7 separate regions of the Mus musculus genome follow, and regions 1, 2, 3, 4, 5 and 7 are each linked to region 6. Evidence: chromatin contacts called from public Hi-C and promoter capture Hi-C data. All regions are on one chromosome and are shown on one strand. The core of a region is the stretch at or near the end of the contact, and the rest is flanking DNA. Distances in the headings are between cores, read along the strand shown. Region 1 holds the start of Trim21 (tripartite motif-containing 21). Region 2 holds the start of Rpl27a (ribosomal protein L27A). Region 3 holds the start of Nup98 (nucleoporin 98). Region 4 holds the start of Eif3f (eukaryotic translation initiation factor 3, subunit F). Region 5 holds the start of Trim68 (tripartite motif-containing 68). Region 6 holds the start of Ilk (integrin linked kinase). Region 7 holds the start of Rrm1 (ribonucleotide reductase M1).

Region 1 (3,235 bases), core at 596-3,095, 3.2 Mb after region 6:
GAGGAAAAGAGCAAGTCTGGAAAGACCAGTCTGCTGCTGCCTTACTTCCCATCCTCCACAACTATAAAAAAGAAAGGTATGTTTTTTTTAATGAATTACTCGATCTGTGATATTTTATTATAGGGATCAACAAAGGCTTTAACCATGAGAGTAAAGGGCTATAATTCTGATACATTGTTAAAACCAGCAAGTGGTCAGCCCTCCGTCATCCTTTTTGGTTTGGTTTGGTTTTTCTTGGTTTTTCGAGACAGGGTTTCTCTGTATAGCCCTGGCTGTCCTGGAACTCACTTTGTAGACCAGGCTAGCCTCGAACTCAGAAATCCGCCTGCCTCTGCCTCCGGAGTGCTGGGATTAAAGGCGTGCGCCACCACACCCGTCATCCTTTCTTGTCCCTCTCCCACACCCGTTGGTCCTTTCTTGTTTCCAACTGGTCCTCCTTCTGCTTCCATATTTTTGGGGGCTTCTTAAGTCACTAAATTAGAAATAAGTAGAAGAAGCTTTTCCTGTCCTGGACAAAATGTACTTGCATATCACCAGGGACAACTTGGGTTGCCAATACACACTCAAGTTAGTAGAGAATATGATTAAAACCCAAAGTATAAACATCTCACTTCACCAACACACTAATAATGTGCTAGACAATAATATCAATAGCATTAATTCTTCCCAAATAAAGACTTGGGTCATTTTGTCAGGGAGAGGGAAGTTTGAAATATCAAAGTACTATCTGTGAGTGAAGGGAGTTTGGGTCTTCAGTAGGTGGGGTCTTCAAACAATTACCAAGGTGGGAGCTGAGGCAGCTCTGAGTACAATATGTTAGTAGTCCTGTGTGCACATTATAGAGTATATATCAGCACACCCCTAGGGTGTGCATTAATCTCTCTATCCAGTGTGTAAACTGAAACAGAGCATCCTCTGGTGGTGAATAGCAAAATAGACATTGACTCTACCCTCTGCCTTATTTTGGGACCCAAGTTCTTTGCCTGCAGGAAATAGCAGCAGACCTTCCGTGGTAGAAGCAGAGTCGTTTTCTGATGTTTATAGATGTCTTCGTCCTTTCGGATGCTTGACTCTTTTTCATTCTGCTTTCTAGGACTGTTGTGCTCCAGGAACCAAGCCCCAGTACAACAGCACAATCTAGACAGTAGATGTTGCCTGGCGGCCTTTCACTAAGAGAGATCTCTTAAACAGGACTAGAAATTTCAAATCACAGAATGGTTTTGTTTCCTAAATATAATAAATAGCGAGGAAAATTCCACTGCTGTTTTTAGCGCAAGTTATAATACAATATCAATTGTCCATAAGTCTTAACTCCCTTCACTGGTACAACACATACCTTGACATCATAAAGAATAAATTTCTAGCCCCAAACTATTTGAAAAGAGCAAAATCACACAACAGAGTGGTGGGAAATGGGTATACTTCAAGTACTCTGTACAATTAATATATACTAATAAAAAACAGTGACGGTGGCGGGATCAGTCTTGGGGGAAGCTATCCATCCCTGTAGGAAACAGATGGTGACTCCTCCCTCTCCCATTCAGACCTCTTCTCTCAGAAGCTCCCAGGTAAGAAGAAAAGACCAGTGTCAAAGATCGATATCCTGTAGATTACATTCTGTTAAAGGGGACAAGGGGGCCTTAGAGAGACCCAGGAGGACAGGTACTGAGTTTTTTCCCTGCCTGTGGCCAGGAGTCAGTTTCTTGCACCTCTGACCTCTCTCCTCCCACTCTCTGCCCTGTCTCTGCCCAGTCTCCGCCCAGCCTCCGCCTTCTCTGCCTCTAACCTCCTCTTGCCACTCAACTCCTCACTCCTCCCCTTGCTCCTCCCTCTTCCTGCTAGACCTGCCTCTGAGAGGAAACTGAAAGTGAAATTTGGACTGCAGGCTTGCAAAAGCGAAGCTGGGAGCACATAACTAAAGCTGAGGACCCTGGTTAGGTGAGTGAGACTGGGACCCCTGGCCGGCCTAGGTGGGCTCTTTATCCCCACACCAGATTCAAGGAGCCTCTTCCCATCAGCACCCCACACTCGGGAATTTGCGAACCCACCTGCTGCTTCTTTTCATCAGAGTTGTCTTGTCCTAGCCCTGCAGAGCTGCCCATGCTGGCCTGTGGAAGCTGGGCTCTGAAAGTGACTTTCCTAGTGCCCTGGACTAGCTGAGACGACAGTCCTAGCAAGGGCAGGAGAAGCAGGGTGGTGACCTAGGCCAGAGGGGAGCTCAGGGAAACCCTTACCCCTTGAAGATCCCTGCTTGAGGAGAGTGCTATCCATGTAGAAATTTCTGTGGATTTAAGATACTCCACACCCTAAAGGAAGTTGAGACTAGGTTTGGAGCAGCTTAGAGAAGAGCCCAGGGAGTGCTCCCCAAAAATGTTCACCGGTGAGCACACCTGCATGTTATGTACATAGACATTTATAGAGGGGAACATATGGGCACGCCTACATTGATGCATTTGTGCACAAGTATAGTTTGCATATAAAAACATCAATATATGTGTACATACATATATAAAAACATGCATATACACACATGCAACTCTTATAACTGGGCCATATACTCTTAGACAATGTACTCCGGATAATGAATGACATCTTACATGAACCTGAGTGGGGTCGCTAATGACACACCTAGGCTGCATTGTGTTGCCTATTGCACAACCACCATATGTGCAGCCTGTCATATTTGACAAAATGTCTACTATGATGTATAGCTGCATAAACCTTGACTCCTAATGCCTGACCCCTGTGGTTTCTGCCAAGATTAATGAAGACTAGTATGAGCTAACTCTGGTTGGAATATGGAGGGTCTGTGGTGATATGGTAAATGGTCGTTACTGCCATGACTGACGTCTCTGGGCAGTAGAGGCATAAGATGACAGAAAGGAAATGGGAGACGCCTAGACAGTGAGGGTTAAGCAGGGATGGGTGTGGTGACGGTGGAGCTGTTAGCAGCGTTACCCCCACCAGTTTTCTCTGTCTCTTCTAGAAACTCGGTTTCCCCTTCTGCCTGGCTTGCTCAGTGGGTGAGGCCGGAGGAGAGGCTCCTGTCATTCAGGTTGGTGCTTTTGCCTTCTGCCTTTCCCTCCTGTGTCATCGCTTGTCCACCTTGGCATTATTTGGGGGAGTTTGGGGTTTGCCTTGCTTTTGCTTTTGTCCTACAAACTCTCATTTTTATCTCTTCGCCCCTCTGCATCTCTCAAGATTCCACGGCAGATATCACCCTCTACAACCTCAA
Region 2 (3,332 bases), core at 20-2,519, 3.8 Mb before region 6:
GGAGGGAAGGCAACCATCTTCAGAGCCTCACTGAGAAAACTTATCTTTGTAGTTGTCTCCTAGTGAGTGTAAGTGTTCACTACTGTAAACATTGACACAGCAGGCACCAGATACAATTTTTGAACTAAAAGTCAGGTCACTCAGTAGCACCCCCACTCCTTAAAGGATTCCCTAAATAGGGTGCAACGTAACTTTGAATGGGTTAACTTGACATATGTCACTAACCTGGTGACTGACTGTGCCAGAAAGTCCACACAGCCAGTGAATAAGGTCAGCAGTTATTCTTCGAGGACTTAAGCACACTAAGGCAACAAGCAATACCTGAGCGTGACTCTAGCCTCGGACAGGTCCCCTCAGTTCAAGTGCAGCGTTTACTTGCTAAAGCTAGCCATACCAAATGGTAAGAAGCCCGTTTCCAGGGAGACACCGTCCTAACTCACCCCTTCAGCCCCCACTTCCAAAACACTCACTATTTGTCAAAGTTGATCCTGTGGTGGTGCATGCCTCCAGCATTCCCGCGGCCGCCTGGGTGCTTGCGGTGCTTACCTGTCGGCACACAAAGCAACTTGTGTGACTTATAGCTGCTCACATGCCCTTATTCCTGCTCTCAGTTTACCATCCGTTTCTAAGCCCGATTTATCAAGACTCGGGGATAGAAGGAACATTTACGGCATTTCACATCCCAGCGGCATGTGTTTAACTCTCACCCCGCTACCAACATAAAGTAGGGGAACTGCAAGTGTTTCCTTCCACCCACGGATGTCTACTTTCCAACAAAACTCCAAAGGCCAAACGCCGAGGAGGCGCACACTTACCGATGCGGCCGTGGCCGTGGCTCACGTGGCCCCGGAGTTTCCGGGTCTTCCTCAGTCTGGATGGCTGCGTGGGAAAAACAGCAAAGTGGTTAGGCCTGCTTAGAGGATGGGGAGACCGGGGAGAGGGCAGCAATGCCTGCCTGCCCGGATCAGGCCTGCACACGAGGACTTGCCTTCTGGAGCACCGGCTAAGCCGAGGCCGGGACTCAGAGCGTGCTCAGCCGCCCGGGCCCGCACGTCCACGCGATCCCAGCTCTGGTCGGAACACGCGGCCCCACGTTCCTCGCCCCACACCCGAGTGGGTCATCCCGCCCCGCAGGCTACGCCCAGCCATGGAGACCCACTAGGACCATAGCAAGCAGCTGAAAGGCTGGGAAGCAGAGCCCCGACCCTCCGCGATGGAGCGGAGGCCAAGAGAAGACCTACCATGGCGGTGGCAGAAAGGGAAAAGGGAGGAGCTCACGAAGTCTCGCGAGGTAGCAGGCGCGGGGGCGGGACCAATGCTTCATTTCCGGCCAGGAGGCCGGCTTCGGGAAGGGCTCCTGACGTCACGGCTCCCGGCGCCCGCCTCTTCCTTTCCGTGTGGATGGGCGGGGTGAACCGGTGGCGCCCGCCCCCGGAAGCCCCGGTAGCTCCTCCCTAGTCGAGCGCCGCTGCGGCCGGTCATCGTCGGAGTGCACTGTTCTTTTCTGGTGCGGTTGGTTTTTGTCTCCGGGCAGCAATGGCGGTGGCTCAGAGCATCGGCAAGACTTCCGCAGGGCCTCTGACGTCCCTTAAAGGGACACTGCCCTTCTCTTTTGCTCTGGTCCTCTCTTCATGTCCTGCCAAATTTGAACAGCCTTCTGTGCTTCAGGGATCTAGATTCTGTAACTATTTTGTATAAACATCACATTTGAATTTTCTCCAGACTCTGGCTGGTATGCTTTTACTCCCCTGGACCCGAGGTTCCCAGCCCAGCGTGCTCCTCATACAAGTATTTTCCGTGTCGACCTTCTTGGACCTGTTTTGTTACTTGTTTACTCGAACTATCACACTTGTAACTTCTAATTGCCAAGTTACATTTTTCTTCCCGATAGAGCCCAGATTCTCTAAGGGTTCAGGACTGGGCAATTTTGCTTGTTTTCCTTTTAAATCCATGAGTTCCTGGCGTGTAGCCTGCTTGCTAACAAAAGTGGTACACTTGTGCACAAGATTCTAACCCCTTAATCTGTTTTATTGTTTCTTACTTGATCCGTTAAACTAAAGAATATTCTAGTCAAAACTCTCAGAAAGCAGAGTGGGCAAATCCTGTCTGTCTGCTAGCTTCTTGCTCGGTGTTTAGTCCATTACAATCTGGGCAGTTTGACTTTAGCCACACCATTTCCTCAAGATCTTGTATTTGTTTTGAGACAGGGTCTTACTCTGAAGCCAAGGCTGGCCTTGTACCTCCTGACTGCTGGAGTTACACTCCTAATCGATTGGCTAGGCATGATGGTCTCGAACTTTCTCGTGTGGGCTGTAATAGCATATCTATGGCTGTCCTTGTTCAGCTCCTATTCAGGCAGTCCTGTTGGTGATACTATGGGTGTGGCTTCTTACACTCCTAGGACACACAATTTCACAGTAAAGCCTCTGATCTCTGGCTCTTACAGTCTTTCCCTCGCCTTAGGTGGAGGGGTTGTTTTACAGATTTATCCAGTGGGACTGGACTTCACACCTCTGCATTTTGATTGGTTATAGCTTTCTATATCAGTTTCTTTCTGCCTGTTGCAAAGAGAGCTTTCTTTGAGGGCTGAGGACTACCATTTTCTGTTATAAGGACAAATATTAGAACTACCCATGCCTTCACTGCTAGTATCCCAGTACCACTCTTGATTTCCCTAACCTTAACCTTTTGATCCTCCAGTCTTAGCTTCCCATGTTCTGAGATTTTAAGCATGTACCCTCATGACCAACTCTTTCTGAACTCTAAAGAATAGAGGAACTACCTTAGTATTCTACTACTTCCAATAGCACTCCAGGCCACAATGGTAAGACCCCCAACATCCTCAGAGCGCCTTGAACTTTACAAAATCTAGCTTCATTTTTTCATGAGACAAAAGACACAGAACTGGGTGACTTGTCCTAGGTTATAAAGTTGGTAGGGTACAGAGCCTGGACCTAGCCTTCCCCTTCCCTCTCCAGATTCCCCGTTTTTAGTCTCAGTGACCACTCCCTTTTGACCTCACAATACTCTGATCTTCATCTCTCCTTCATCTCACAGGCATTAATCATATACTGCCTAAGTCTAGCAGAAAGAGAGGTTTGAGAGTTGGGATCAAAATTTAAGAAGAGATCTGCTGCTGTCCCATATGTTCAAGGAATGAGCCAAATTACTTAGAAATTACCATTAGGGACGTGATCTATCAATGGAGGAAAGCTAGCTAGGAAGAGCCTTGGGAATAGAGGGTAACATTAAGTGAATTTTAATGGGACCTGGAGCAAGTATCAAGTCAGGGCAAAGAGCAGAACTAGAATCCTGTTTCTGAATAGTTTGCC
Region 3 (3,466 bases), core at 564-3,063, 3.5 Mb after region 6:
TGCTAAAACAATAATTCACTCACCTATGCAACAAATATGTAAATTGTAAGGTACATCAACTATGTGCCAACTCTTAAGAACACTAAAATAAATGTCCAGGGCAGGTTTAAATGTAGTTGCATTTCAAGACTGAAGAACCAAAAAATCAGAGGTTTGGATGGTGGCAAGAGAGCCACTGTAAAGATTCAAAAATAAAACCCTGAGTACTGTTGTTTATTTTGTTTTTAAGACAGTTTCATGTATTTCAGGCTGGCTTTCAGCTTCATATTCTACCTCAGCTACCTAAGAATTGAAATTACAGATCTTGGCTATTATACCCCACCTAATGACTTTCTGATTTAGAGTAAAGGCAAGGAGGAGTGATGGAAAAGCAGGGTGTTTGGACAGAGTGGTTTAGGGATGGTGGTTACAGATGGATGTTCAAACTAGCTTTTCCTGTTAGGCGATTTATACATTATTCTTTCAAGTATATACTGAACATCGACAATATATTATGTTTCTTCCATTTACTGTCTTTAAAAAAAAAAAAGAGATTTATTTATTTTATGTATACCAGGAGAGGGCACCAGATCCCATTACAGTTGGTTGTGAGCCACCATGGGGTTGCTGGGAATTGAATTCAGGACCTCTGGAAGAGCAGCCAGTGCTCTTAATCGCTGAGCCCATCTATCTCTCCAGCTCCTTTAAGATGTTTTTGTTTGAGGGAATCATTTAAAATTCTTAGCAAATCTCGTTTCAGTTCTATATTGATTTCCCAGGACGTGGTGGAGAGGTAGTATGTACCTCTTTTTTTTTTTTTTTTTTTTTTTTTTAACACAGCTCCTGTTATCTGTGAGACCTCAATAATTTAGAGAGGTCTGGTTTCTAGAACATGCCCACTCTTCTGCTCTCTGCTAGATCCTAGGAGAAAAGACACCAAAAGGATGAAAATGAAGCTTTGGCCCAGATCAGGGGAGGGAGGAGGCATAGAACGGAAAATAAATAAGATACAAAGTAACAAGGTCTTTACAAGCAGACTGCCTGAACTTCACCGGGACTTGTAAAGGTTACCAAATGTGTCCTGGAGAAGGCCGCAAGAAACCCAGAACAAGTATAGATTCTGAAAGTGCAGCTGAGGCTGAAGGGCCAAGAATCTCCTCATTGGGCTCAAGCTCTGTTAAGGCAAATCCATTGCTCAGGTCTATTCTAGAGATTCAGAGGGGGAAAGTGTACGGCGAGGGCTGGCTTGCGCTGGAAAGAACAGTGGGGAGTGGAGTGTCTGCAGACAATCTGTGGATTGATGGGTTTCCAGGAAGGGTCCTCCGGCTCTCCAAGTGCAAGCTAGGTGGCCAAGGAGCCTTCCCATCATTGCCCGCAGACAGGAGCTAGAGAAGGATAGAACAATTACCAGGTCATCCTTGGGACTTCCTTCTGATTGGCCGGAGCTTCCGTAGCGAGTCTCCGCGCTCCAAGGAAGGGGGCGGGGCCTGGACACAGCGTCACTGCGGTTTGGTGCTCACTCCTCTAGCCACGCACCAGCCCTCTTCGAGGGGCCTGTGTGACGTCATGAGCCTCTCTCAGCCAACCGTTGCGGCAGAGGGAGTGGGACTCTACATCCCTCCCCATCGTCCCTCCTTTCCCCCCCCCCCCCCCCTTTCCCGGCAATTCCTTACGCTCCTCCTCTTCCCCTCCGTTCCTAATCAGAGACCGCCTCCACGTTCGGTTTCAAAAGGATCGTCACCCAATGAATAACGGTGTGGGCCTCGAGTGGCGGACCGGCCCGCCAATGCCCGGCCGCCAAGGGCGGAGCGGCCGGAGCCGATCTCTGACGGTGGACGGCGTGTGACGCAGTCAGGCCTCTGCGCGCTGCGCCCGAAGCGGCGGTCGGTGGCAGCGGCGGCGGCGACGACGGTTTTTCTGGAGGCCGCGCGGTGAGCGGCGGGTGACGGGCGGACCTGGGCTCTCACTCCAGACGCACCGCTGTAAGTCGGGAGCGCTGCCGGGGCTGGGCGGGTAGATCTTCCTCTCTGTACCGGCATCTGCGCTGGACGCCCGGGGCCCTCTCCGCCGCCGAGTCTCGTGCCGGGCGCGCTCCTTCGGGCCTGCGTGAGGGGGCGGGGCCCGGGGCCTGCGGCCTGGCTCGGGAGGCCCTGGGAGGGGATCCAACTGTGTGGGGCGTAGGCCGGAGGGGTCTCGGGTCGCAGCCCACATTGAGTGAACCTCGCTTTCTCCGGTGCTACTCATTCATTCGCTGGGTGGAGGTGAGCAGCCCGCGGTAGGCAGACCCTTGCAGGGTGGTGCCTTGGGGGGACTTCAGTGAGGTCTCCCCGTCACTTCCTTGACCACTCTACAGGACACGTTTTGTCTAGGGTTCAACCAGAGGGTTGAGTGAGTCAGAACTGTGTTTAGCTTTTTAAGACACTGACAATTGTCTGATAAATAAAATGAAGGGTTCTTTCTGTTCCGTGTAAACCTAGGTGAGAAAGATTGAATTTCTGAGTAACTGGAGCCATAAGCGTTTAAATTGTCAATCGCCCCCACTCTGCCTCAAGTACAGAGGCTTTATTAGTGGGAGGTAGGTAGAGGAAGAGAATCCAGGTGTCTTGATTCAAGTCTAGTAGAATTTGTATACTCTTCCACCCTTCCTCTATGTTCCAGTCTCCCAATATTGGCAATTCTCTATTTGGTAGGGGTAAGGACCCAGCATTTGACATAATTTTCAAAAACACTTCTAGTTTAGCTGTTTTCATGTTCGTTTATATATAGTAAGATAACTTGATTAGTAGTACCCTGATGGGGACTTTTTTTGCTTTTTTTTTTTTTTTTTTTTTTTTTTAACTTCGGAGACAACCCTTGGTTGGCCTGGAATTCGCTATGTAGACCAGGCTTGCCACAGACTCAAAGAGACCACCTGCCTCTAACGCTGAGGTAATGAGATTAAAGGTGTTTGCCATCACATCCAGACTTAACATAGACTTTTGAGAACAAAACTTTAAAAATGATGAAATTGGCTTTAACCTTGGCAGTGCACACCTTTTATCCCAGCACTTGAGAGGCAAAGGCAGGAGGCACTCTGTGACTACAAAGCTAGCCTACTCTTCATACTGAGTTTCAGGACATCTAGGGCTGCAGAGACCCTGACTCAAAAAGCCAAGTGGGGTGGGGAATAAAACCAAGATAGATGTGGTGCAGGCCTGTAATGTCACCAGTTATGGAAATTGAGGCCAGAGAACTAGAGCATACACAGGCAAAACACTTATGCACGTGATAAAAGAAATAATTGAATTCATTTCAGTAAAATGAAAAAAATGAGGCTTAACGTGTTAGAGGTACTGGGAAATACATTGATAAAATTAAATCTGCTACTTAAGATTTGATGGAATTGTCATTTTGATCTGAATATATCAATCAGCTTGTAGTTTTGATGTTTATATAAACCATAAGACCTAAAAACAAATAATGCAAAAGCACAGAAGAGAACTGAAGT
Region 4 (3,286 bases), core at 756-3,255, 3.2 Mb before region 6:
TCAGCATTGTTAGTGTTCCCAGTTTTTGTTCTATGCTTCTTTTCTAGGTCAAGTACTGGCCCAGAAACACTTCAGTTCATGTTTATGTGCCCAATCTCTTTTGCATTATTTATGGCTCTTTTCCTGCTACAAGGGCAGAGTTGAGTAGCTGTGACAGACTGCACACAAAGCTGAAAATATTCCCTGACTTTTTTTAAAAACACAGCTACCAATCCCTGTGGTAGGTGAGTACATCTACCTCTTTATTTCAGTTACTTATCTTCTGGGGGCTAGGGCATACTTGCCCACACCTCTTTACATTTGCATCTTCACACGTACTGTTAAAATTTGCCTTTCTTTTATACTGATTAATTATGGATGTGCAACTGCTTGCCCATGGAAGTCAGAGGACCGTCTGCAGGTTTTCTCCTTCCATCATGTGGGCTCTGGGAAGTGAAGCACGGGCAGGCAGTGAAGCGCCCTGGCAGCCCTGCTTACTCAATTTTCTACTTGACCAACCCACTGGTACACTCAGGGGCACCTCACAAGGAATACCAAGCCCAAGCCACACTCTGTCCTTTCTTCTTGTATGCACAACGGCAGCTCTAGAACTCACCCAAACCCCTCTCATGCTGCAGTTCTGTCACGCCTTGACCTGCGAGCTCTATTTCCTTGCGTCCACTCTCTGCCTCTCTCTGCCTCCCCTTTGCAGGTGCTCTGCTTCAGCCCTCAATCTGCTGTCCAGGCCCAACTCAGGTCTACTACTTTCCACAAAGCAGGCATGTTCTCTAGTTTCCCCTGCCTCGGCTCTGGAATGAGTGCTGGTCATGGGCCTCTGCAGAGACCAGCCTGGAGGAGTCTTCTCAGCTCCCTGTGAGTCCTGCCCCACAGGCAGGTGACCAAACCACTGAGGGCTTCACTTCCTGCCACCCTCCCGTAAGCCTGGGATGCCAACCTCTTCAGATAGTTGGCTTCTCTTCATCTTGAAGGTTAGCGACGGACACATAATACAACAACAGTCTGTGTCCAAATGAAAAATCAGAGGAGTGAGGTGGGGGTTGGGGGTGGGGGTAGAACTTGGAGCTGAGCATATCTAGGGTTTATGAACCAGTATGTAGGAAAACCTTGGGACACGTGCCTGTCTGAAAAGTTTAGGAAAGCTAGATATTATATATCCAGAATATGTTACAAATATACCTGGTTTATTTGAGTTGGAGGAAGCTTCTGACACATCCTCTTCCCTAACATGGGTGGTGGGCACTTTCTGTTTGTGCTGGGGTGGTGGTAGGTCACTGCATAAGAGAGGGCATGTGGGTACTCTGTTTAACGGGTCAAGGGCTTTGAACTTGCTGTCATTTGAGCTTTCATTTTTGGCAGCATGCCCTCTCAGTACCACGTTGTTGGGAGTATAAAATAACATGTAGATCAAGTATCACAAACTACGCAATAGCTTATACCTACTCCTTGCACATTTCTGTGGCTTAACGGCAATTCGGCTGAATTCAGATCACTCGGGAAGGCAAGCCACAGTAGGAAGGTGCAAAAAGAGAAACAGGCTAAGAGTTCAGGGGCGATGGAACGAGAGGAATAGTAAGATGCACAGGAAGAAAACATTAATTTCCCCAGAACTCACCCAACAGGGTTCCAATAACTCGGGCAGCTCCCTCGTTGCGGCGTTCGTAGCTGTCCACGATCGAGGCCAAAATGACGGGGTGTAGCCTGACCACGCGGCCGCCCGGGAAAGGCCCCGGGAGGGCGGGCCCGGGCTGCGAAGGCGCCGGCGTCTGCGCTGGGGCTGGCGCGGAGGCTGGGGTCTGGCCCGGGGCTGCAGGCGCAGCTACAGCAGGATCAGACGAGACGGGCGCCGGGGACGCAGCGGGAGTCGCAGCCGGTGTCGGAGCTGGCGTGGATGGGGTCGGGGCTGAAGCCGGGGCTGCGGTGACGACCGGCGCCGGGGCTGCGGCTGCAGTGGCAGGAGGGACATTAGCCGGTACGGCCGGAGAAGCCATCTTGCCGAGAAAGAGAGAGAGCCTAGAACAGAAGAGCGTGAGTTGGAGGAATTAGAAATTTGATTGGCTAAATTTATACCACGTGAATCATATCTTGATGACTATTGGACATGAAATTTCCGGCTAGTTGTAAGTTTTAGTGCGCGGTGTGCGCTTTAATTTCTGTCCGATGCGCACTCAGTGTGTAGGAGTCCAGAGTAGTTCCTAGTAACTTTAGGACTTCCTGGGGTGGGAATGGGGAGGAAGCAACTAGCAATCTACACAGTTGCCACCAGGTGGCGGCACAGAGTAGTGTAAAGGTCGCAATTGTTTAAGACTTAAATGGATATTAAATATCAGTCTTACAGGGGATTCACTGTTACATCCATTTAACTTATTAATCAATGAATTAAAATTTGGACTCAGGATCTACTTTGCATTCCACGCCTAGCCATATAGGTTAGGTTGGCCTGGAACTTACCTCAACTTTCCTGCCTCTGCTTCCCGAATGCTAGGACTATAGGCAGGAATCATCATGCCTGACCAATAGTGCTTTATTTGTGATGGCTTCATAAGGCATCATTAGGGAGGCATATTCATTCAACAATTTAAATGCTTAATATGCACCAGACTCTCTCTTATATGCTAGGGTATATAAGTGAACTAAATAGCAAAGGGTTGCATTCTCTTTGGGGGAGAGAAAAGGACTAAATCCTACATTAGGTTAGAAAGTGCTTCGATACACAGTAAATTATTATTACTATTTGACTGTGCTATGAGAAAGAAATGATCAGTGGAGGTTATGAGAGCATGAAAGATTATGAAGGGTTAGAGTAGGATACAATGAGGGTATCAAGTTGGAGTGGAAACTTGAAGAATTCAGGCAGCCAACTATTATTTGGGGTTTTGTAGGGAGAGCTCTTCTGGTGGAGTGAACAGTTCATGTAGAGGGCTTAAGGTGAATGAGAGCAAGACTAGTACATTTAAAGAAAGAATTTGGTGGTTAAATGGCATTATCAAAAGAAAGGATAGATCTCTAAGCAGGGCCAGGAGCTAATTATGAAGACTCCTATGCTGGTACTGGAGAGATGGCTCAGCGGTTAGGAACACAACTAGAGTTGTGAGTAGCTGTAAGCCACCAACCAACCCCTTCCCCTTGCTAGAACCTCAACGCAGATTCTCTGCAATAACCTCTTCCAAAGGTCCTAAGTTCAATTCCCAGCAACTACACAGTGGCTTACAATCATTTGTAATAGGATCTGATGCCTCCTTCTGGTGTGTCTGAAGATAGGGACAGTGTGTGTGTGTGTGTAATAGAT
Region 5 (2,971 bases), core at 141-2,640, 3.0 Mb after region 6:
TGAGCTGTAGCCAACTCATCCTCCCAACTCCTCCCAATTCCTCACGTTTTTCCTCTAAAAGCCCCCTACTGTTACCGATAGGGAGCTCATCCTCAGCTGACAATAAAGCCTCTTGCAGTTTTGCATCAGGTGTGGTTTTCTCTCGAGTTATTGGAGTGCTGGCCAGCTCATCCCGGGACTTGAGCGGAAGTCTCCCCAGTTTCGGGGTCTAACAATAGTAGGTGTGGCCTTGTTGGAAGAAGTGTGTCACTGTAGGGATGGGCTTAGAGACCCTTCTCCTAGCTTCCTGGAAGCCAGTCTTCTCCTGTTCTTATTTTTATTCTGTATAAGTTCATCAGCCAATGAGGTTACTTGATCGTGTCTTCAAAACTTTTAAGTCCAAAGTGCTCCTCATAAGCAAGAGCCTCTTCCCCCAGTCACTCTATGGTGTCCTATTCTCAGGGCCTTTGAGAGTCAGTCATAGTTACAAACACATTCAATTACAAATGAAAAAGATGTCCCCTTTTGATTTCAATTCCCTTGAACTTGGTTGACTTTAAGGCAGAGAATGTATGACCCAGTCTTGCAATCCAGGTCTCTTTGTATGCATGCTCAATTAGTATTTTTTAAATGTCTTCTTTGAATCCATCTGTTCACTGTGACATAAGGTCAGTCATTTGTCTCTACCAAGAAGCAGAGGCTCAGTTCAAATCTCAGTTCCTCCCTCTCCCCCTACAGTGCTGGTCCTGTCTATTTTCAATAATTTTCTGGGTGTCACCCTGAAGAATGTCAACCATGTCCTCAGCTCTGACATTGTCATGGAATTCAAAGAGCATGGGTCCCAACGATAAACATATCACTGGAAGCTGGATTCATCTGGAATTTTTTTCGTTACTTCCCATATGTCACTGAGTGTCTTCTCTTGCTTACTCAGTAAAAGTCCCAGTATCCGAAAAAGAACCAAAGAACTACAAAGAAAAATCCAGGTCTATGATTTAACACGCTTGGTCTTGTGTGTCTCTGCGGTTGGACGAGAGGAAAGCTTACACACTGCTTTAAAAAGATTTTTTTACTGGCAGCTTATGATCAGGACTTCGTAATTTAATATGTTTTCTAACTCTGAAACTAGTTTGTTGCAATGAGGAGCTACCAAAAGTATGTAAGTGTCAAGAGTTAGCCAGGAAAAACAGAAGCATTTATTAAAACTTTTGCTTAATTGTCTGAAACCTGGAGCAGCCACTTGCAGCTCGTGTTCCAGGGAACTGCGGATTCCAATGCGTAAAGGTGCCACTTAAGGAAGCCCGGCTGCGCACCCACGCTAGGTAGCTGAATTCAACCAGGAAACGTGGCAAGCGAACAGCCAATCAGGCCACTCTGAGTGCAGAAGTGATTCGTCGGTTCCGGCGCAGTGGGTGGGTCCTGCAGCTCCGGGCGCGGCTCTTGCCTTGGGTCCCTCGCCCCCGCTGCTATCGCGGCTTCCGGCGGCGGGCGAGCGCCCCGCTGCTTCCTACGCTGCGGATTGGACCGCTGGAGCCCCGCGCCTCCACAGCTGCTTAGAGAAGGAGGCGACAGCAGACCTCTTTGGAGGACAACACAGGTCCTGCCCTCTTTACCCTCCCCTGTTCCCAATCCCACCGCCCTGGGGAACTGCCTAGTGCCCGAAGGTCAGGAAGGCACGGACCGCCACTGCTTCCAGACCCGAGGCTGGTTTCTGCCGCTTCCAGGCTCTTCCCCCTCCCTTCGCGGCCCTGAGGACCGTGGAGGCACTGGTTGCTAGGTGCAACCTTTTGATATTGTAGTCTACAAAGTTCACTCTGGAGAACAAAATCGCATAAAGAAACTTAACATTTTACAGTTTTGTGTTTGGCCTGTATTCACAGCTGCCCTCAGCTACAGGTTGGACAGGTCTGAGCAGTTAATGAGTCAAACTTTTGACCAAGTATTTATGTTTGATAAAAGATCTCTATTGGAGATCCTCTATTGGAAAACTGTATTTATCTCCAGATCTTTGACATCTTTCCCATGTTTACATTTTTTGAGGCAATGTATAGAACTAACATGCTTCCACTACATTTTTGTGATTTATCTTGATTTATCATTTCTATCTTTCTTTGCCTCGCTTTCCTACTGCCAGTGTCTTCCAAATTTTCATCTGCTGTTTTGTCTGGTTGTTGTTGTTGTTGTTGTTGTTGTTGTTGTTGTTGTTGTTGTTGTTGTTTGGGGGTTTTTTTGGTTTTCTGTAGCTTTAAGTAGTGCTTTTGACACCAAAGCATGAACAGGTGGACACATGCACACTGCCTTAGATGAAGATATTAACACCTCTACTATCAGCTATGCCTAAACATTTACATTGAATTCTCATGCATTTAACAAGTATTGAGACACTGTTGTTGGCATCAAGAATACACTGAGCAAAACTGAAGATAACTCTGTATTAAACGTACCACGACATTAGGATATTGTAAGAAAAACAGAAAATATGAATAGTAAATTTCTAGTGTGTGAATTAAGAAACCCACAGACTCTGGTAAATGATATCAACAGTGAGATCGTGGAAACAGTCTCAGTTGGAAGAGTGTGATTCCAAATAGGGTAAAATGAACAGACCCCGGGTCCAAGCACTGCACATAGCACTGAGGAGAATATGGCTGCCACGGGTGCAGTTGGGAGAGTAAGAAGACTTAGGCATCTGCCTAGCATGCTTGAGATTCTTGTTAAATCCCCAGCATTTCAGAACAGTCGAGGGGGTGAGGGGGTGAAAGGAGGATGCTTACTCCATGATCCCTCCGCTGGAGCGTACATGGGCCTTTGAGTTCAGTATTCGTTAGTGCACAACTGGATCTTAGGATTCTGGATCTCATGGCTGGGTGGAGACGGTGGAAGCAGAGAGACAGAAAGCAGGGGAAACAGCAAGAAGGAGTAACAACCTGAGGACGACCTGATCTCAGTCCTACAGGCTTCTGCTCTCGTTCCTACAAAACGCCCTTCTGCC
Region 6 (3,103 bases), core at 273-2,772:
CTTTTATTAAAACATCCATTCTCTAATCTTAATCCATTTCTTATTTCTTATTCTGATGGTTGTTCCCTGTCAGCCAGGCTTCTCAACCTCTGCCTTTATTTTCTACTCTTCTAAGGTACTACATTCCACATTATAGAGTCTTCAGATACCATTTAAATGCTATTTGTGGCATCTTGGTCTCCCAATCCGACCTCCTGAACTTTAAATCTGCATGACTAACAACCTGCCAAGCGTTTCCAAGTCACTGTAGTGTCACCAAAACTGTGGCCAGTCCATAATGGAACCTCAGCAACTGCCAAGTATCCAAGTACCCAAACCTCCTTTTAAACCCCAGGTCATCTTTGACAACCCCTTCACATCCCATACCAACTCAATTACTTCATCCTTATGATTTTAGGGCTCTCACCCCAACCCTGTCTCAATTCTTGTATCCAAAACATCACTTTAAGGCAATTGCGTCCAGGGTGACGCCTGACAAATGGGTACTCTCATCACTACATAAGCTTCAGAACTTTAGACCTCTAATATCCTTTCCCACTTCTACCCAACGCTCTAGGGCGCAGAAACTCATCCTCCAGCTACATGTAATTCCAGACAATTTTCTGGCACTCAGGTCTGCCTCTGACATGAGTTCATAGAGGCTGCAAAGTTCCCGGGAACCGGATTGTGAAACTTAGTTTAAAAAAAAAAAAAAAAAAAACAAACCCAACTCCGACAGCTTCCTCTGTGTAGACGTTCCTCCATCAACAGGCTTTGCTTACTACTACTACTCCTTACACTGGATAGCAAAGTCAGCCGCCCCCGCCAGACATGAGCACCCCGAGTAGCGGAGAGAGGACTTGTAGCCGTCTCACTCGCCAACGCTTCAGCTCACCCCTGATTGAGGTCGTTCTCTGTGTTGTCCAGCCACAAGCGCACCGCCACCGCGTTGCCCTCCCGGCACTGAGTGAAAATGTCGTCCATAGCAGCGTCCCGGCACAGAGACCCCGGGACTGGGGAAGCCTCGGGGGACTGAGGGAGAACAGAGACAAGAGAATGACTCTCTGTGTGAGTTCCCTCAGGACAGAGGTGTCAGTGCTGGGATGGGGAGCGTCGCGAGAGGGACAGTGGTTGTCTATGAAGGGCTTCGGGCAGCGGACGACCCCTTGGCTCGAGGAGCAGGAGGGTCTGGGGGTGTAGGGTAGACTTTGCTAGTTTCCCGAGTTGGTGTCAGCCGGCTCTGAGCCCCGGCCCTCGAGCAAGGCTTGGGGGTGGGGGAAGGGACCCAAGCTGCAAACACCCGGGGGAGGGGACAGGGGTCCTTGCCCGGCGGCCCCGGCTCAGAACTGCTGCAGAGATCGCAGAGACGGGTTTGCAAGACAGCGTGGGGTAGGGCGCGGAGCTACCCACACTCACCGGGACTCGGGCCGCAGGCGCCTTCTCCGGGGGAACTCCCGTCCGGCCGCGCCCGCCGCCCGGCCCCGCCCCGGCCCGCCCCGGCCAGCTCGGGCCAGCGCGGGCCGCGGTCCCTCCCTTCCGACCTCCTACTGCCTCTCTAGCTCGCCAGCGGCTACGCTCTATGGTGCTCTGCTCCGCGAAGGCCGCTCTAGCTACCACAGAATTTCACTCGGTGGCTTCCGGCCCGGTTTGGTCCGACTCCAGCCCTAGGATTCCCTGACGCGCGCTGCACGTGGGCCAGAGCGTAGGCTCCTCCGGCCCTGCGGGCTACGGGTGGTATGTTCGAAGAGCCCGAATGGGTGGAGGCGGCCCCAGCCATCGTGGGCCTAGGGGCCGCGACAGCACAGGTTAGGCCGGCGACTGCCCCGCCAGTCAAGGTGAGCGGCCCTGCACTGGGCTGTTTGAAGGAGGTGAAGCCTACCCTCCGGGGGTCGTATTGGTTAGAGGGAGAGCCTGAATGCTATCGTGGATCGGGGTGGTGAGGGAGTTAGTTATGATCTGAAGATCCGGATAGTCCAAATAGGAATGCGGGATTCGGAGCGTGGAGCGTGGAGCGCAGAGCTTGAAAAGTTTAAGTTTTTTGTACACTAAGGGTAGAAATCAGTAGAGTTGTTTTAGCAGTGGAGTGGCTTCTCCAAGTTTTCTCTCACCTGGCATCACTTTATATACTGAGGATCGATTCCAGGGCTTCAGCGTGGTAGATAAGCATTTATTACTGAGCTGAATCCGTAGTCTTGAAAGGATTTTTAGAGGATTTTTAGTGGCAGTGTAGAAAGTATATTAGAGTAAAGGCAAGTGACTGGGAGGTTATCAGAATTACTATTCAAAAGAGGCTCAAGGTAAGGGTCTAGCTGAGGACAAGCAGCAGGACTTGAACCCCAAATCAGCTTCACGGAAAGCAGGCCTTTTCCTTTGAACCTCATCAGATATGAGGGTTTCAGTATCCCCTTGGGGTGTTCCTGACCTTCAGTTAGCCCAGGATGTTCTGCTCATTTCTGTAGTCCATTTCTGCTTGTCTGTGTGCAGCTTCTCTCTACTGCAGTTAGGAACTTTTTTTTTTTTTTTTTTTTTTTTCGAGACAGGGTTTCTCTGTGTAGCCCTGGCTGTCCTGGAACTCACTCTGTAGACCAGTCTGGCCTCGAACTCAGAAATCCGCTTGCCTCTGCCTCCCAAGTGCTGGGATTAAAGGTGTGTACCACCACTGCTGGCCAGTTAGGAACATTTTTAATAGACATGTGTGACACTGCCCTTCCTGTTTCAAAACAAAAAAAACAAACAAACAAAAAACCCTCTGCTGCTCCTAGAATGCTGTCAGTGGGAGGCAAAGATGGCTGCTGTCTTGCCTTGGTCCTGTTGTTTGTGTGCTTATCACATTCCTCTAAGGAAATCAACAGGCAATCCTTTACACGCTTAGAAAAGTAGGATGGGAACACTTTCTGCCCTCCAGTTTCCCAGAGGGTGGGATTGCAGCCTGAATGTTCTGGGCTTGGCTGACTTCACAGCAAACTTGTTAACTTTGGATGGGAAGAACGACCAGTAGCTGAAGCCCATCTCTCCTTTCTTAGTCTCCAGGCCTCGTCCATTCTCACACACACTCTCATCCCTTGTTTGCCTCCAGGGACGCAAGCGCCGCCATCTCTTGGCCACATTACGGGCTCTGGAAGCA
Region 7 (3,341 bases), core at 192-2,691, 3.3 Mb after region 6:
TAAGTGACATAAAATCACATAGCATGCAAAGAACCCCTGATACACACTGTATTTACTTACAGGATCAACAAAGTCCATGTTGAGTCCATAACAGAGTTTCTGGATTCGTGATGTAATTTTGTCAAACATAACTCGCTCTTGGCGGCCATCTAAATAATCAAATCACAGTTAGCATTAGCAGTTATTAAGCGGGCAATACCAAAGAATCAAGTATATTCAGCTTTTAAAACTGTTTAAAACAATTAAGAGATTGTCTTTGGGGTCTGCAGAGACTGCTCAGTGGTTAATCATGTCTACTCGGATTAAGTCTTTGTCTATTTGGGTTAAAAGTCTTTGTCTATCGACCTATGATAGAGGAGGCAGCCCTCTGTGAGTTTGAGGCTAGACTGATCTACACAGAGTAAGTTCCAGGCCAGTCAGAGAAACCCTGTCCCAAGAACAAACAATGTAAAAAAAAAAAAAAAAAAAAAAACCTCCCCACAAAAATGCAGAGGCAGGAGAGATGATACTACACTCCCACCTCAGAAGAGACCAGAAAAATGACAGATGTTCAAAAAATGTGGTGTCCTGCCTTTTCTTTTTTTCCTTATTTCCTCCTACACCAGATCATCGACTCCGCGGTTCTTTTGTCTGTTATTTTGTTTAAGAAATGAGGAAAGACAGGCACAGGGCTATTATGAGCTATGGGTTTCAATTCTAACCTCACCAACTACTAGCTGGGGTGGAATGGGGGTGTTGGGGTGCTTTTTCGTGTCTTTGCAACCTCTTCTAAAAAAATGGAGCCAAAAGCAGCTACCTCTGAGGATGGCGGCAAGGAATAACAGTGCTCGGGAACAATCTCAGACAGGGTTGGAGGGAGTCTGGAAGGGAGCACAAAGTCAAAGTCAAAGGGAACACACAAAGGTCAAGAGAATGGGGACAGACTGAGCAGACACAGGCCCAGCTGACAGACAGGGCGGGAAGCGCGGCGGGAAGCGCGGGAAGCGGCGAGGCGCCGCGGGTCGGGCGGGTCGGGCGGGCCGGCGATAGTGACCGCTGGGCTCTCCGCAGCCGGGTCCCCTCTCCTCCTCCCCATCCCCACGGACCCCTCACCTCGCTTGATCACATGCATCGCCGCTAGAAGCTGAAGTGCTGAGAGGTTCGAGACCAGTTAGCAGCTCCGAGGCGAAGAAGGGACAGAGACGACTGTCAGATGTGAAGGGTTGGACTCCGAGAGGCTGCTCGGACGGAGGGATGGAAGCTGCGCGATAGACAGCACTTTCCTCACCAGAGCAGACTAACCGAATTACGAACTCCTTCCCGCTCCCGCCACCCGTGACGTGCAGAGCAACGCGACGGACGGAATTCGAATGACGTTCTTGACGTTTCAACGCCGGGAGTTGAATGGGCGGAAACTGAGCAGTAGACAGACAGCACACGAGTCCCTTGGCCGCCATATTGAGTGTGGGCAAAGCCCGGGAGACTGCGCTCCTTTCCACCACATTGGGTGAAAGCGGACCTGGCGGGAACGAGTTCTCCTGCCGCCATATTGGGTGTGGGCAAGCAAATCTCCCGAGTATTTTTATTTCATAACAAAAAAGTAACCAACCAGATATCCAGAACACCTTTTTCCTTTTTCCTTCTTCCTCCTCCCTTCCCCCTTCCCTACCCCTCTGACTTTTTTTTTTTTTTTTTTGCTATTTTACATTATGGACATTATGGAAACACCAAGATTTTGTTCTGGTTTGCACTAAAGCCTACAACCCGCAAATAAGAAGCAGATAGGAAGCCCGGGGCTCGTAGGTCTACACTCCTCAGTTAAAGAGTGGGGCTAGACCAAAGGTGTTTGAATTTCAGCCTTACAGAAATAGGGGTACTGTGAAACTCTTATGAAGGCCCACAGTCCATTTGCTTTTACAGTTTTGTGGATGGTAGTAGAGATAGGATCAGCAATAAGATAGTCGTCGCCACATTAATACGTGAAAACAGCCAGACATTATGCAGAGACCAAGACATCTGCGAATACTCAGTCCTAAGGGACTTCTCCATCAAATCCCTCCCCAAATGACTCAGGGGGCCCCATAGAAAAGGAGGAAGAAAGAGTGTAAGAACCTAGGGGGATGGAGGACACCGAAGAATCAAGGCCCTCTATGCTCTTATAAACTCTTGAGACTAAGGCAGCATGCCCAGGGCCTGCCTGCCTTCCAGTTTACTAGTGTTTTTTATGGGATTTTATAGTGTTCGCCTGAGTGTGCGAACAAGTGTATCTCTGATTCTTGTTCCTTCTCATGCATTCTGTCCTTCTGTTGGTTCTGTTCAACACTGATGTGCTAGTTTTCTTTCTTTTTTTTTTTTTCTTTTTTCTTTTCTTCCCTTGGAAGCCTGTTTGTTTTCTAACGAGAGACAAAACGGGGCAGGACCCAGATGGGGAGGAACTGGAAGGAGAGAAGGGAAAACATAATCAGGATATGTTATGTGAGGCGAAAAAAAAAATCCATTTTCAATAAAATGGGGGGAAAGGCTAGGTGAAAAAAAGAAAGAATAGTTAAAGTCGTACTTTAAACCTATTCAAGACAAGTATAAAAACTAATTTCGGTCATAAAACTGATCTTCATAAAATAATGTATGTGGCATTCTTTCGCTAAAACCTATCATTTGCTTCTTACACCCTCCAGAAGGGGTCCATCTCCACCCACAACTGACACATCATAGGAAATCCTACATGAAGCTAGAGGACCAGGGCTATCCAGGGGGAAAATATGATATGGAAACACAATTGATATTCAGATGTTAGGGGAATATAATATCATTTGCTAGAAATGGAGCTGGAGATCATCATAATAAGCCAAGCTTATAGAGACAAATATTGCATCTTTTTTTATAATGTGGAACCGAGGTCTAAAAAATAAAAGCAAACCAAAAATCCAAACTTGGGCCAGCTGCCAAAACTCTAGGTCAGTGCCTAGCCCAGTCCTCATCAAGAGGGGATTCCTTCTGCAGCTGGGAGCAGATATAAAAACCCATAGCCAAACATTAGACAGAGAAAGAGAGCCCAAACTGGAGATTTTCACAGGTCTCTCCCTTCAGAGCTTAGAGAAAGAACTGTAGGAGCCACAGGGGTGGAAGACACCAGGAGAACACGGCTCACTGAGTCAACTAAGCAGGCGTCATAGGGACTCACAGAGACTGACGCAGCAATCATGGAGCCTACAAGGGTCTGTGCTAGGTCCTATGCATGTATGTTACATTTGTTAGGTTGGTGTTTTTATGAGACTCCTAGCAGTGGGAGTGAGGGAATCTGACTCTCTTCTGACCCTTTTCCCGCTACTGGGCTGCCTTGCACAACCTTGATATGGGGGTTT

The links. Promoter capture Hi-C pulls out the DNA fragments that hold promoters and counts their contacts. Hi-C and Micro-C count contacts between places; a contact is called where the count stands out from the background.
Region 1: a promoter capture Hi-C map of liver shows a contact between it and region 6, with 5 times the contacts expected there. The contact joins the promoter of Trim21 here to the promoter of Ilk in region 6. A contact is called at or near these places in 4 of 39 promoter capture datasets (cranial neural crest, liver, pre-B cells and 1 more).
Region 2: a contact with region 6 is called in a Hi-C map of B cells, with 5 read pairs. The contact joins the promoter of Rpl27a here to the promoter of Ilk in region 6. A contact is called at or near these places in 1 of 39 promoter capture datasets (cranial neural crest), 3 of 484 Hi-C or Micro-C datasets (B cells, CD8 T cells and the G1E-ER4 cell line) and 1 of 9 other capture datasets (liver).
Region 3: a promoter capture Hi-C map of pre-B cells shows a contact between it and region 6, with 7 times the contacts expected there. The contact joins the promoter of Nup98 here to the promoter of Ilk in region 6. A contact is called at or near these places in 5 of 39 promoter capture datasets (cranial neural crest, frontonasal cranial neural crest, maxillary cranial neural crest and 2 more).
Region 4: a promoter capture Hi-C map of pre-B cells shows a contact between it and region 6, with 8 times the contacts expected there. The contact joins the promoter of Eif3f here to the promoter of Ilk in region 6. A contact is called at or near these places in 3 of 39 promoter capture datasets (cranial neural crest, frontonasal cranial neural crest and pre-B cells).
Region 5: a contact with region 6 is called in a promoter capture Hi-C map of pre-B cells, with 6 times the contacts expected there. The contact joins the promoter of Trim68 here to the promoter of Ilk in region 6. A contact is called at or near these places in 2 of 39 promoter capture datasets (cranial neural crest and pre-B cells) and 1 of 484 Hi-C or Micro-C datasets (CD4 T cells).
Region 7: a promoter capture Hi-C map of pre-B cells shows a contact between it and region 6, with 5 times the contacts expected there. The contact joins the promoter of Rrm1 here to the promoter of Ilk in region 6. A contact is called at or near these places in 6 of 39 promoter capture datasets (cranial neural crest, frontonasal cranial neural crest, liver and 3 more) and 1 of 484 Hi-C or Micro-C datasets (LSK cells).

Annotation. Positions count from the first base shown.
Region 1 is chr7:102,564,092-102,567,326 of GRCm38.p6, reverse strand. Trim21 (tripartite motif-containing 21) reads left to right here and starts at 1,845. Exons shown (of 8, transcript NM_009277.4): 1 at 1,845-1,938; 2 at 2,987-3,055; 3 at 3,202-3,235.
Region 2 is chr7:109,517,132-109,520,463 of GRCm38.p6, reverse strand. It overlaps Rpl27a (ribosomal protein L27A), which reads right to left and starts at 1,269. Exons shown (of 5, transcript NM_011975.3): 1 at 1,242-1,269; 2 at 816-879; 3 at 471-546. The coding sequence starts at 1,244. Snora3 (small nucleolar RNA, H/ACA box 3) reads right to left here and starts at 332; the gene lies at 213-332.
Region 3 is chr7:102,208,513-102,211,978 of GRCm38.p6, reverse strand. It overlaps Nup98 (nucleoporin 98), which reads left to right and starts at 1,813. Exons shown (of 33, transcript NM_001287164.1): 1 at 1,813-1,961. It also overlaps a transcript of Pgap2 not described here.
Region 4 is chr7:108,933,134-108,936,419 of GRCm38.p6, reverse strand. It overlaps Eif3f (eukaryotic translation initiation factor 3, subunit F), which reads right to left and starts at 2,005. Exons shown (of 8, transcript NM_025344.2): 1 at 1,613-2,005. The coding sequence starts at 1,988.
Region 5 is chr7:102,685,746-102,688,716 of GRCm38.p6, reverse strand. It overlaps Trim68 (tripartite motif-containing 68), which reads left to right and starts at 1,390. Exons shown (of 7, transcript NM_198012.4): 1 at 1,390-1,576.
Region 6 is chr7:105,735,009-105,738,111 of GRCm38.p6, reverse strand. Ilk (integrin linked kinase) reads right to left here and starts at 1,522. Exons shown (of 13, transcript NM_001161724.1): 1 at 1,396-1,522; 2 at 875-1,011. The coding sequence starts at 963. It overlaps Rrp8 (ribosomal RNA processing 8, methyltransferase, homolog (yeast)), which reads left to right and starts at 1,528. Exons shown (of 7, transcript NM_025897.2): 1 at 1,528-1,814; 2 at 3,056-3,103. The coding sequence starts at 1,716.
Region 7 is chr7:102,439,795-102,443,135 of GRCm38.p6, reverse strand. Rrm1 (ribonucleotide reductase M1) reads right to left here and starts at 1,441. Exons shown (of 19, transcript NM_009103.3): 1 at 1,093-1,441; 2 at 61-149. The coding sequence starts at 1,111.